2 separate regions of the Rattus norvegicus genome follow, and region 1 is linked to region 2. The links are chromatin contacts, called in public Hi-C maps. All regions are on one chromosome and are shown on one strand. The core of a region is the stretch at or near the end of the contact, and the rest is flanking DNA. Distances in the headings are between cores, read along the strand shown. Region 1 holds the start of Slc25a21 (solute carrier family 25 member 21). Region 2 has its middle 17 kb from the start of Pax9.

The links. Hi-C and Micro-C count contacts between places; a contact is called where the count stands out from the background.
Region 1: a contact with region 2 is called in a Hi-C map of liver, with 5 times the contacts expected there. The contact joins the promoter of Slc25a21 here to the enhancer-like site in region 2. A contact is called at or near these places in 9 of 12 Hi-C or Micro-C datasets (the A7r5 cell line, the Rat2 cell line, Schwann cells and 5 more).

What each region holds. Positions count from the first base shown.
Region 1 is chr6:80,434,979-80,440,881 of GRCr8, reverse strand. It overlaps Slc25a21 (solute carrier family 25 member 21), which reads left to right and starts at 3,162. Exons shown (of 10, transcript NM_133614.3): 1 at 3,162-3,645. The coding sequence starts at 3,579.
Region 2 is chr6:79,902,419-79,908,164 of GRCr8, reverse strand. No RefSeq gene overlaps it. Among named protein-coding and RNA genes, the nearest start is that of Pax9, 17 kb to the left of the region's middle. Within about 2 kb of position 1,659, at least 8 of the 93 cell types and tissues checked have an H3K27ac peak or open chromatin away from gene starts, as enhancers often do. A contact at or near this core is called in hepatocytes and liver, where this site is marked.

The DNA.
Region 1 (5,903 bases), core at 1,913-4,412, 530 kb before region 2:
AATCTATACTCATCTTCTGAGGATGGGAGTTTGAGGAGTATAAAGAAATGGTGAACATAGGCATCAATAAGCTCCCTTTAAATAGTGACTTGAAGGCATTAGACATTCTGAGACAATCTAGAGGAGATAAAAATTTACATTACAAAAGGGTAGGATCTCTCCATGAGATTAGACAGCCCGTTATGAAGAGGTGCTTAGCGTTAGAAATTGCTAATGCCAGGAACGTGATAAAGGTAAGGTTTTAATGAATACATAGTTTGGCTGAGTGGCACCTTGGGATATTCTAGCTGTGACTTTATTAATTCTGTGTTTTGGGACCTGTGAGATGGATAAAGGAAACCACTGCAGCCTTCCGATCAGTTTTCTGAATTGGTTTGCTGGGACTCACACGGTGAGAGGAGAGAACCCTCTTCCACAAGTTGTGTCTTGACCTGCATATGCTGTTGCATGCATGCATCCACACACATGGACACCCAATAAATGCAAAAAGGTTCTGTGGTTACTTTTTTTAAAAAAGTCTATTTTACATACAAATGTGTTTGGCTTGGGGTTACCATTTGAAACTACAATCCCATTGTTATCAAAAGGAATCCTGTAATAAAAACTCACATAAATGATTATTCCTGTTATCATCTTGAAAAATTCAATTTCTACTTTTGATAATGAAATGTTTTTTTTTTTTTTAGTGTAGAATAGAGTTTATTCAGGGTATGGGGAGGGGAGTCAAGGGGGTAGAAGAAGCAGAGAAAGGCAGATAGAGAGGGGGGAGAGGGGAGGGGGGGAGGGGAGAGAGGAGAGAAGTAGAGAAATAGAGGCCAGCCTTGAGCCTGGGGAGGGGAGGGGGAGGGCGCGAGGACAGAGCAGGAGCAGGAAGACAAGAGCAAGAGAGGAGCAAGAGCATGAAATGTTTTTGTAAGCTCTGAAATTTTGGGATTATGTCTAAAATGCAACAGATCCTCAATATTTGTTGAATAAATGATTTATATTGTATTTAAGATCCCATATTTAACTAGTAAAATATAGTTCTCCATACCTTTAATTTGCTTAGTGATAGAGCAGCAGGATTTTTTGGTTTTTTTGTTTGTTTGTTTGTTTTTTGTTTGTTTGGTAACCAATTTCACTTTTGCTATTAGAATTTTTTATTTTTGAGAATTTTTTCATCTTTATTAAATTGGGTATTTCTTATTTACTTGAGAATTTAATACTTTTTTTATTAACTTGAGTATTTCTTATTTACATTTCAAGTGTTATTCCCTTTCCTGGTTTCCGGGCCAACATCCCCCTAACCCCTCCCCCTCCCTTCTTTATGAGTGTTCCCCTCCCCATTCTCCCCCCATTGCCGCCCTCCCCCCAACAATCACGTTCACTGGGGGTTCAGTCTTAGCAGGACCCAGGGCTTCCCCTTCTACTGGTGCTCTTACTAGGATATTCACTGCTACCTATGAGGTCAGAGTCCAGGGTCAGTCCATGTATAGTCTTTAGGTAGTGGCTTAGTCCCTGGAAGCTCTGGTTTGAGAATTTAATATAACATTTCCCTTTCACTCCCTCCAAGCTCTCCCTTGGACTTTTTCTTGCTCTCTTTTAAATTCATACTTTTTTCATTAATTGTTGTTCTAAGCATGTTTATGTGTAAAATATACATTACTAAATATAACCTCGATAAGTATATGACTTGTATGTATGTTTTCAAGGCTGGCCATTTGGTATTGATGAACATTTTCAAATGGGGCAATTTTAAAAATGAGAAACTATTTTTGTGTATCTGATCACATAAGCAGTACATTTACCCAATTCTTCGTGTGTGGGTGTTAGGTTTTCTTAGTCAGGTGGCACAGGCACCCAACAGTGTGTACATGTGGTTGCAGATGTATGTGTATACATATGTGTGTACACGTGGTTTATGTGTGTGCGTGTATGTGTACACACACAGGGTGTATGTGTGTATGTGTTGTGTGTGCATATGTATGTGTACATGTATGTATACATGTGTTGTGCATGTGAGCAGATACTCACCTGCAACAGAAGTGTGTGGTGCCTAGAAGTTACTGTTGGGAATCTTCAATTGTTCTCCATTTTACCTTTTGAGACTGGGCCTGCAACGGAACCTGGAATTCAATTCCCCATGACCAGACAGCTCCAGGGATCTGCCTGTCTTTGCCTCCTTGCTGCCAGGGTTACAGACTAATACTGCCTTCCATGTTCTCCTGCCAGGGTTACAGACTAATACTGTCTTCCATGTTCTCCTGCCAGGGTTACAGACTAATACTGCCTTCCATGTTCTCCTGCCAGGGTTACAGACTAACGCTGCCTTCCATGTTTGGGAAAGCTGGATTTAGGTCCTCAGGCTTGCATGACAAAGCACTTTACTGACGGAGCCACCTCCACAGCCTGTCACCAACACTTAATGGCTCAGAGAATGAAAATAAGATATAAATATTAATTTTGTCTATTTGATCTGACACTGAGTTATTTTAAATTGCACCTATCCATGTTTCTGACAGTGAGCAATGGCAGTTTATATGCTCAGAATACATGTATTAAACACTAAGCTTTAGAAATGACAACAGGGTTTCCAGTCCCCAGTACTCCCTCTTATCATGTCCTGCCTGTCAGGGGCGTGGTGAGCGTTCTAAACTATCTGACTCTAGTGTTTCTCTTATACTGCAGTTTTACCAACAGGCACTAACCGTAGTTTTGTCTTGTCCGTGGTTCTAAAGCACTAGTATGAGTAATTCCACATTTTGTACAAAGAAATAAGTAGGTTATTGATGCTTCACTTTCACATCTGCCTCAATGTTCCTAACAGGGAACTACTAAAACACAGGTTTCTAGGCCCTAACCCTGAAAGACTAGGCTCTCTGACAAGTCATCATACTGTGCTTCTTGTGAACAGCTTGGTGACCCTGTGAAGTGGGCACAGGGTACTTGAATAACAAGACCTTTATGGTTGCAGTAAGTAAAACTCAGTTTATTGTGCATGAAATAAATGTCCAAAACTACTTCCCTGGCAAAGTTACCATATTGGCACTTTTTAAAAGACAGATCTGCTCTGATCTAGTTGCCGTGGCCTTCAATTTCTGGATGACTAACTTGGAGGAATTTACGCACTATCCCTTCTTTGGAACAGTACTGTATGTTGAAATGCCAGGAGAGCAAGGGTCGCCCGAGGCTGCTTCTCTGACGTCCTTGTCTAAGGCAGCCCTTAGATAAGCAGCTAGCTAAACAAACTCCGCAGGAGGTCTCGATAGGCAAATTCATAAGCCTGTATCTAGAAGCTCAAGTCTGACCCACTGAGCTAGGCCAAGTCTACCCAGCCCCCAGTTGTCAGTGTTCCCCTCCAGCGCCCCTGTGGAAAGGGCAGCCTCAGGCAGCGCCGGGCAAATTCGGACCCCCTCCGCCGACCTCGCCGCGAGCCGGTGCCAGAACCGCCGTCTTTAGCTGGACCGCAGCCACACAGGGAAGACTTCAGCCCCAGAACCGACGGGACCCGGTCTCCATCGGCGGCGGCCTTCAGCGAGCGGCGGCCTTCAGAGGAGCTCGCTCCAGCATCTTGGCTACTCTGTCCCCTGGTCACGAAGATGTCGGCCTCCAACGTCAGCTTGCTGCACGAGACCTGCAGGCAGGTCGCGGCCGGAGGGTGTGCAGGTAAGGCTGCCCGCTCCCCGCGCGCTCCGCGCCGCACCACCCGACAACGTCCCCAAGGCTCGCCTTCCAACCGAAAGTTTGTGTGCGTCCTCCTAAATCTTCCACTCTGACTCGGCGAAGAGCAGAGGAGGCGAGCAGCCGGTGTCGGCTCTTTTGGGTGAAGTCCCCACTAGCTGCTCTGCTCTCAGGTTCCTGGGTTTCTCTGTTCCTAGAGTGAGAAGCATGAAAGGATTCACCAGTCCCTGAAACTTACTGTGGCTTTTGGAAAGCTTCCCACTCCCTCCCTTCCTCTTCCTTTTGACAGCTATCTTACAGAAGGAGGATCCAGTTCCGTCTTAAGTTTCTTAGCAGGTTTTTCCCAAGCTCTCAGCTAGAGAGGATCTTAGCATAACTCTAGCCTCTCTTCACAGGGATTCTTTACACTGTGCTTCTTGGGTTATATGCACGCCATAAATAGATACATTAAGATTAAACGCTCTTGCTACGTGAGTCCAACGCTCTTGGACTCACATTAATCTGTAGAGAACTACGATGTGGGAGAGACTTTATAAAAAGATCTATTAAAACCAGCTTGGGAATAACTACCCTCAAATGCAGCTGGAAGAAGTTGTCACCATTAAATTATGCATAATTTTAAATATTTTTAATAGTAGGCTGTGACAATTTCATGGGTGTGGTTATTTTAATAAGTTATGACAACTGATAAATAATAATTAAGATAGACTAAAAGATACTCAATATATACTTAGCAACGTCTATTTTCAAGCAAAACCGAACCTTTAAATAATGATATATATGGTTTAATTCCAACTCTGTGATCCTGAACAAAGAACACTCTGCTAGACGTAGGGAAAGTGAAGCTGGTTAACATTCCAGGCTATGCCCAGTGACTTACAGACATCTTGGCTGGTTTGTATATTCACAACGTGTATTAAGCACAGTTCAACTCAAAGACTCTAATTCTGTTTATGCTGCATATTCTTGGATAAACATTTGGCGTAGATGGATTTATGCCACCATGTATTGTTCTTGATGTAAATGGGAATTAATCAGTTAGCATGGATAAGTGGTAAGTCAATTACAAGATAAATTTGAAATGGGCTGCTGGATTCATGTAGTTTACACTGTGGCATCACTGACGTCATATTTTCTTCTACTTGACCTTTAAAAGCATATTAATAATATTGAAATTTGCTGAAACTGTAGTAATCTAGGCTGATCTTATTACATTGACAAGAGAGGTAGACTTTTTATAAAAATAAGGTGCATTTGAGTCTTTAATACCAGATTTCTGATTACTGATACTAACATCTGTCTGTGTATTATAACGATAATCATCTGGTTGCAAAGGTCAAAGTTGTCCTCTAAAAGAATGTTCTCATAAAGAAGAAAATAATGGGAGTGGCTTATGGGAAAGATACAAATGTCTCATGGCATTCAAGGTCTAGTGTCATCCCCTTGAGAAACTGGAACACTCAGGAGGAAAAAGGATGCAGTATTTCTTCACCTTGTCTACGTCATGTGGTCCATTACCCTCAAGGCAGGACAATGGTGACTCATGTCTATTGAGCATTACTCTGATTTGCCATGCTCTAACATTTTTGTAAAAGGTAGGCAAGCCCAAATGCATGCAGATAGTGTCTTATACATTAGACAATGGCGAGTCAACTGTTTTTTTAGCAGCTTACTGGGTGACTTGTCTCCCAGCCCCTCTTTCATGAGTGTGAGTATCTTGCCTTCCTGTATGTCTGGGCATCAAGTGTGTGTCTAGTCCCCAAGGAGGCCACAAGAAGGTGATAGAATCCCTGGAACTAGAGTTACAGACAACTGTGAGCCACCAAGCAGGAATCCAATCTTGGTCCTTCTGAAAGATCTGAACCACTCAATTATTTCTCTAGCCCTTATCTTCCTTTAACATAGGAAAATCTCGGCATTCTGCCAAGCAGACTGCTGTGCCATGCCAACTTATGTGGAGAGTACAGGGCCGTAAGGGTGCCAATTTGACAGAGATATTTCACTACGTGATCTTTGGGACGGGAGAAGTTTTGTTTCTCACAGTTAACTGTTGTTTTGAAGTTTTCATTCCTTGTATTAGAATTTGGTTTCCAACAGCTTCCAAGTATTCATGCTCTTGAATGATCTTCCTGGGGGGGGGGGTGCAGGGAACTTGTGTTTTTTTTTTTAATTCAAAATACTAGGAATAGACTCAAAATTACCCAATGTTGATAGGAACCCACCTCTATCAATTAATGACAGCC
Region 2 (5,746 bases), core at 410-2,909:
GGTTGAAAAGTCTTCAGGTCTCCCATCTTCATCAGGTCAATGTTGGCGATGCAGGATCCTTGTGGAAATTATTTACTCAGGGTCGAGTTGTTGCATACAAGCACTTTTTCAAATTTTTGCAAATTTCGATTTTAAATGAGTTCTTTCTGTTGTTTGAAAATGTGTCTCATCATCTAGTTCTGGTTACCTCACTGTGTAGGTAAGGGGGTGCTAGAGCCCCTGGATCCACACTTCGCCACCCTCTGCACTGCCTCCCTGTACTTGGATTACAGGCCATCAAGCCTACTCTTAAAACAGGACCATTTTAATAATATAAATGACAGTCTTCAGGGAAAGTTGATAGTTTGTTACAGAAGCATGTGCTTGAATGGTATGCCATATACATAAGGGCTGTCATTAAATAATTGTGTGCTTAAGTATGATAATGGTCTCAAAGGTGAACTACAGTATTTGAGGCTCTTAAGGACATCAAAGAATCATAAAAAAACAAAAAGCAAAAAACTTTGGAGGCCTTACAATGCTTTCTTGTTTGAATTTAGCTGAAGGAGGTGGAGGGGGGAGTTGCAGGGAGGGGGCGTTGGTTGGTTAGGAGCTGTTCAATGTTGACTTGGGCTCTGTTTTCTTCACATTGTTTTCTAACACATTCTAAAAGGAAGACTTTCCAGGGTCCAAAGACCACAGGGACTCCGCAGAGCAAGCCGTCAGACTCAGGTTCCAGTCAGAATCCTGTTCATGCTTCTTTTCTATAGTCACATCGCTGTGGAAAGGAAGAATCTGAGATGGATCTGATAGCAACTTTAGTTATCTACTCGCCGCCTACTCTGTCAATTAAGTGTTGCAACCCGTGCGTGCGTGCGTGCGTGCGTGCGTGCGTGCGTGCGTGCGTGTGTGTGTGTGTGTGTGTGTGTGTGTGTGTGTTCAGAGTGGTAAAAGGAGGGAAGAGGGAGCTGGAGACAGGGGGGAGTACACTTGTGTCATCTTAGGGTTTGAATATAAGAACCCCTTGCAGCAGGCCAGCCTCGGGGTGTAAGAAGGAAGTCTGCTTCAGATTTTTTACTTTCCATTCAAACACTATCCTTAGCCACCCCCACTTTCCCTTAGCTCTTCAGAAGAGCTTGGTGAATACCGCCCCCTCCCGGACTGCTGGACGTTCCTTTGCACTCTGAATCTGCTCCTTCCAAAGCCACGAACTCTGAATCAGCGCTTATTGTGAGTTCCCTTCTGTGAGTCTGAATCCTCTGACTTGGGACCCTGGCCCAGGACCCATCTGCAACATGTGGAGAACTGGAACCCCTCTCTGCCGGGTGCTCCTCGCCGTGTACCACGCAGATCTCCAAGGCCCTAACTCCCATTCTGACAGTCCTTAAGTTTGGTGGCTCCCAGGGCAGGCTGTGGCCACGGGTTCGCAATCACCCCTCAGGTCACCAACTCAGTTCCTACGGCACACTCGGGTCGCAGTACCGCGAGCAGCCGCAAGCCGCAGCCCAACAGCAGGCGCCTGGGACACCCACGGCTGAAGCATCTGGAAGAGGACGCGCAGGTGCGGACTGGGAGAGCACCCGAGCGATGCGGGATCGCTAGATTCTGAGACCGCTCCGGCCACAGGTCAAACTCTACAAGGCAAGCGATGCTGCGTGGCTGGAATCTCGGCCAGGCCCACACCAGCGTTGAGCTGCGGGCGGTTGGCAGAGGGAGTGGGCTGTGGCGCCACCTCCCGAGGAAACCTGTTCCACCGCGGCTTCCAGGTAGCCTTAGAGTCGCTGAGAAGAATGGCCTAGTGTAAACAGACTAAATCAAACCAAAGATTGGGGATGAAAGGAAGCTCCCATACCCGTGATGAACTGCCAATACCCACAAACCTCCCAGGTTCTAATGTACACTGGGAGGAAGGGCAGAAGAAAAAAAAATTCTGGAAATCTAGGATCCTCTTCTCTCCCTCCAGGCTTCACAAAAGGAGATTGCTCATGCCCCTCCTAAGACAGTTCCAGGGGTTAGGTCAAGGGACTGCGACCTCTTCACTTCCTCCTCAGAGAGGAACCTAGCTCTCCACCGCTTGAGAGAAAGGTTTCTCTGTTTGAAAACGGTTTAATGTTTCTTAAACATGTCCTAAACAATAAATTGAGTGTGTGACGGGAGGGAGGCAGACGCGAACAAAATCTGTAGCTTCCTCAGAAATACAGAAAGGTTTTCAAAATTATGTACCTGCTACCAATTGTAGCCCATCTCTGCTCACAGATACCCAATGCCCAGAGTTGTTTTCTCTGGAGTTGAGCTTCTGTTAAGGTTTACTGTTCTGGAAAAATGGATTTGATTTCTTCCTAAGTGCCATTATTAAAATTATCAGAGGGCTGGAGAGATAGCTCAATGTTAAGAGTGCTGGCTGCTCTTTCTAGAGGTCCTGAGTTCAATTTCCAGCAACCATGTGGTGGTTCAGAACTGTCTATTAATGGCATCTGATGCCCTCTCTGGTGTTAAGGTGTATATGCAGATAGAGCACTCATAAAATAAACACATTTTCCCTCCATTAATTACTTTCAACTCCCCCTCATCTCCCCATTCTCCCCTCTCTCCTTCTCTAAGAAGGGGGAGGGGCCCCTGGGTACCAATGCGCCCTGAGACATCAAGTTTCTGCAGGACTAGGCAGTGAGGCCAGAGAAAGCAGCCCAGTTAGGAGAATAGGATCTACAGACAGGCAACAGTATCAGGGACAGCCCCTACTCCCCACAGTTGGGGACCCACATGAAGACCAAGCTTTATACTGCTACATATGTGCAGGGAGGCCCAGGTCCAGCCCACGTGTGCTCTTTGGTTGGTGGTTCAGTCTCTGAGAGCCTTCAAGGGTCCAGGTCAGTTGACTCTATTGGTCTTCTTGTGGAGTCCCTGTCCCCTCCAGATCCCTCAACCCTTCCCCCAACTCTTCCACAAGACTTCCTGAACTCTGTCTAATGTTTCACTGCAGGTCTCTGTATCTGTTTCTGTCAACTGCTTGGTGGAGAACCTCAGAGGACAGTTGTTAGGCTCCTGTCTGCAAGCACAACAGAGGATCATTAATAGTTTCAGGGATTGGTGCTTGCCCATGGGATGGGTCTCAAGTTGGGCCTGTCATTGGTTGGCCCCTCAGTCTCTGCTCCATCTGTCTAGTAGGTGGGACAAATTTGGGGTGGAAGGTTTTGTGTGTGGGTTGGTGTTCTCAACCATCTATTGAGGGTCCTGCCTGGTTAACTCACTCATACATTAAGTAAATACATACATACATACATACATACATACATACATACATACATACATACATAAATTGTGGAGAGCCGCAATAACATTTGCCACCACAAGATGGTGCTGACTTCCACTGCGCCCCACGTGGAAAGCCGGGATAGCTTTTTGCCATTACAAGATGGCGCTGGCCTCCGCCGCGCCAGCCGACTTCCTTTCAGGAAGTTAACTGTGTACACATGTGCAAGAGTGTCTTCGTGCCAGGTCTTTGCCCACTCCGGGGCGTGCCTATGAGATCATGGGTAAGCGACCAATCAGGTGTGGATGTGCAGCGCTAGGGTGTATATAAGCCGCGCCATGCTGGCGCCCGGGCCCTCTCTTTAAGATACAATAAAAACGTTTTGCTGCAGAAGGATTCGTGTGTCCGCGCGTGCGTTTCCTGCTGGCGGGACATTGGGCGCGCGACAATAAATGAAATAGATCTTTTAACAAATCAGCACAAGTGGCTGAGAAGTTAGACTCTCCAGGTGGGATACAAAACCAGCCCCTCTGTTGGTTATATTCATGTTAAAATCATTCGTTCATCCTATCCTGACCTGAGAAGACCTTGTTAGCCCCTAGAGTTTGAATCTTAAATGACTCACAAAGGCCCATGTGTTGGAGATTTAGAGCTTCGTGCAGTAGTGAGAAACAGTAGGAAATCCGAGAGGTGGGGCTTTGGGAAGTTTTAGGTCTTAGAAGAGAAGCTCTTGAAGGGAATTTTGAGACCTTGGTCTCTTCTCCATCACCATCTTTTACTTTCCAGACATCAAGTGACCAGCCATACTCCACTGTGATGTCCTCACCATGATCTGCTGCCGATTGACCATGGAGAACTGTGAGCAAACATAAACCTTTATAAGCCCACTCTCTCGGGTATTTGTTAAAGTGAGAGGTGCTGACTGTCTGTTTAAAACTCTGCCCAAAATGTCCAAATACCCATTTTCATTAGTTCAAAAAGACACACTCATATTCATAGTACTTGTATCAGGACCCTAAAGTATGTCTGGCACTGTATCAGGACCTGGAGAACACAGTGACAAAGGAGAGGAAGCACTTTCACAGACAAGCTGGACCACTTGGTTAACACAGAATTGCCTCCATGGGACAGGCAAGACGGCCTGTCAGGCCATTAAACCCAATGGCCTGAGTTCAATGCCCAGGACCTACATAGTTGAAGGAGAGAAGCAAACTCCACAATTTGTCCTCTGACTTCTACACATGCCATGTTAGGTTTCAAACCTGGGAGAAATGACTGAGGTGCCTACTTATGTCAGATCAGACCTTGCTATGAGGTTCTCCCTGCATCCATTAGACCCTTCCTCTTCAGACAGGGCCCTTCTGGCTGGTAAACCCCACCTCATCTTGAACTCTCCAGCCCAGGGGGACCGGGTTGCACTTCCCTATGTAATCCAACCATTTTAATACCTTTCGGCTTCCTGGCCGTGGCACCTGGTTCACTGTTCTTTCCTTTCCCCTCCCAATCTTCTCACATGACTCAGGGTCATGTTCACTCCAGACTCTGCCAGATGTCCTTGCCTCTGCCTATGCTCCAGCACATATCTATAATAAGCCTTCTCCTCCAGCACACCAGGACCAGTCATGTTCCTCTCCTTTATTTTTCTTTTCTTTTTTATTTGCAGTGTAGTGGTTAAGAACACTTGATCTTGCAGAGGACCCAGGTTTGATTCTCAGCACCTGACTAGTGGCTCACAACCATCCATAACTCCACTTCTGGGGGAGCCAATGTTCTTGTCTGGCCTCCAGGGCAACACACACACACACACACACACACACACACACACACACACACACGTAACAGTGTTAAGTAGAGCCCATTCTGTCTGTGCTCATGACTGGCTAATTCCAACTCTGTGTTTACATCTCCACTTCTCATCCTTCTCGGAGAACAATGTCCTCATCTACATGGTTAAAAAACAAAAACAAACAAACAACAACAACAAAAAAAACTTGAGGAGCAAAGACAGTCATGAGGGAAAGCCCTGAGTCACAGGTTTCAGCTCTCCCTCAGAGCCTCCCTCAGAGCTGAAGGCTGTGGTGGATCTGGCTCCTTTAACCTTTCGCTGCCACTCTTTCAGAGACCTTGCTTCCTGTTTCGGTGGAAGCCACAAACCACAAGCTCTTGCAAGGCCAATAAATTTAATTTCCTCTTTTGATAAGACTGCTAGGAGGAGGAAATCCTTACAACGTGTTTGCGCCTATGCAGTCTAACAGAGCCCATTTGCTGATATAGCCTTTCTTTTACCAAGCTGAGTGATCTTCAGTAGTCTGCAGATGGAGATGAATGAAGCAAAGGGAGATTTACCCCAAGTAGAAGGGAGCAGAGTTGGTGTAATTTACTCAGGCATTGTAGAATTTTGAAATCTTTGTAAAGGAACTCTGAGGCATAATTCAGTCTGAGTGACATAATAAATTGAACATCTCATTCATTTATCCTTTGAATTATTTTTTTTCTTTTAAGCATAGTCTGTGCCTT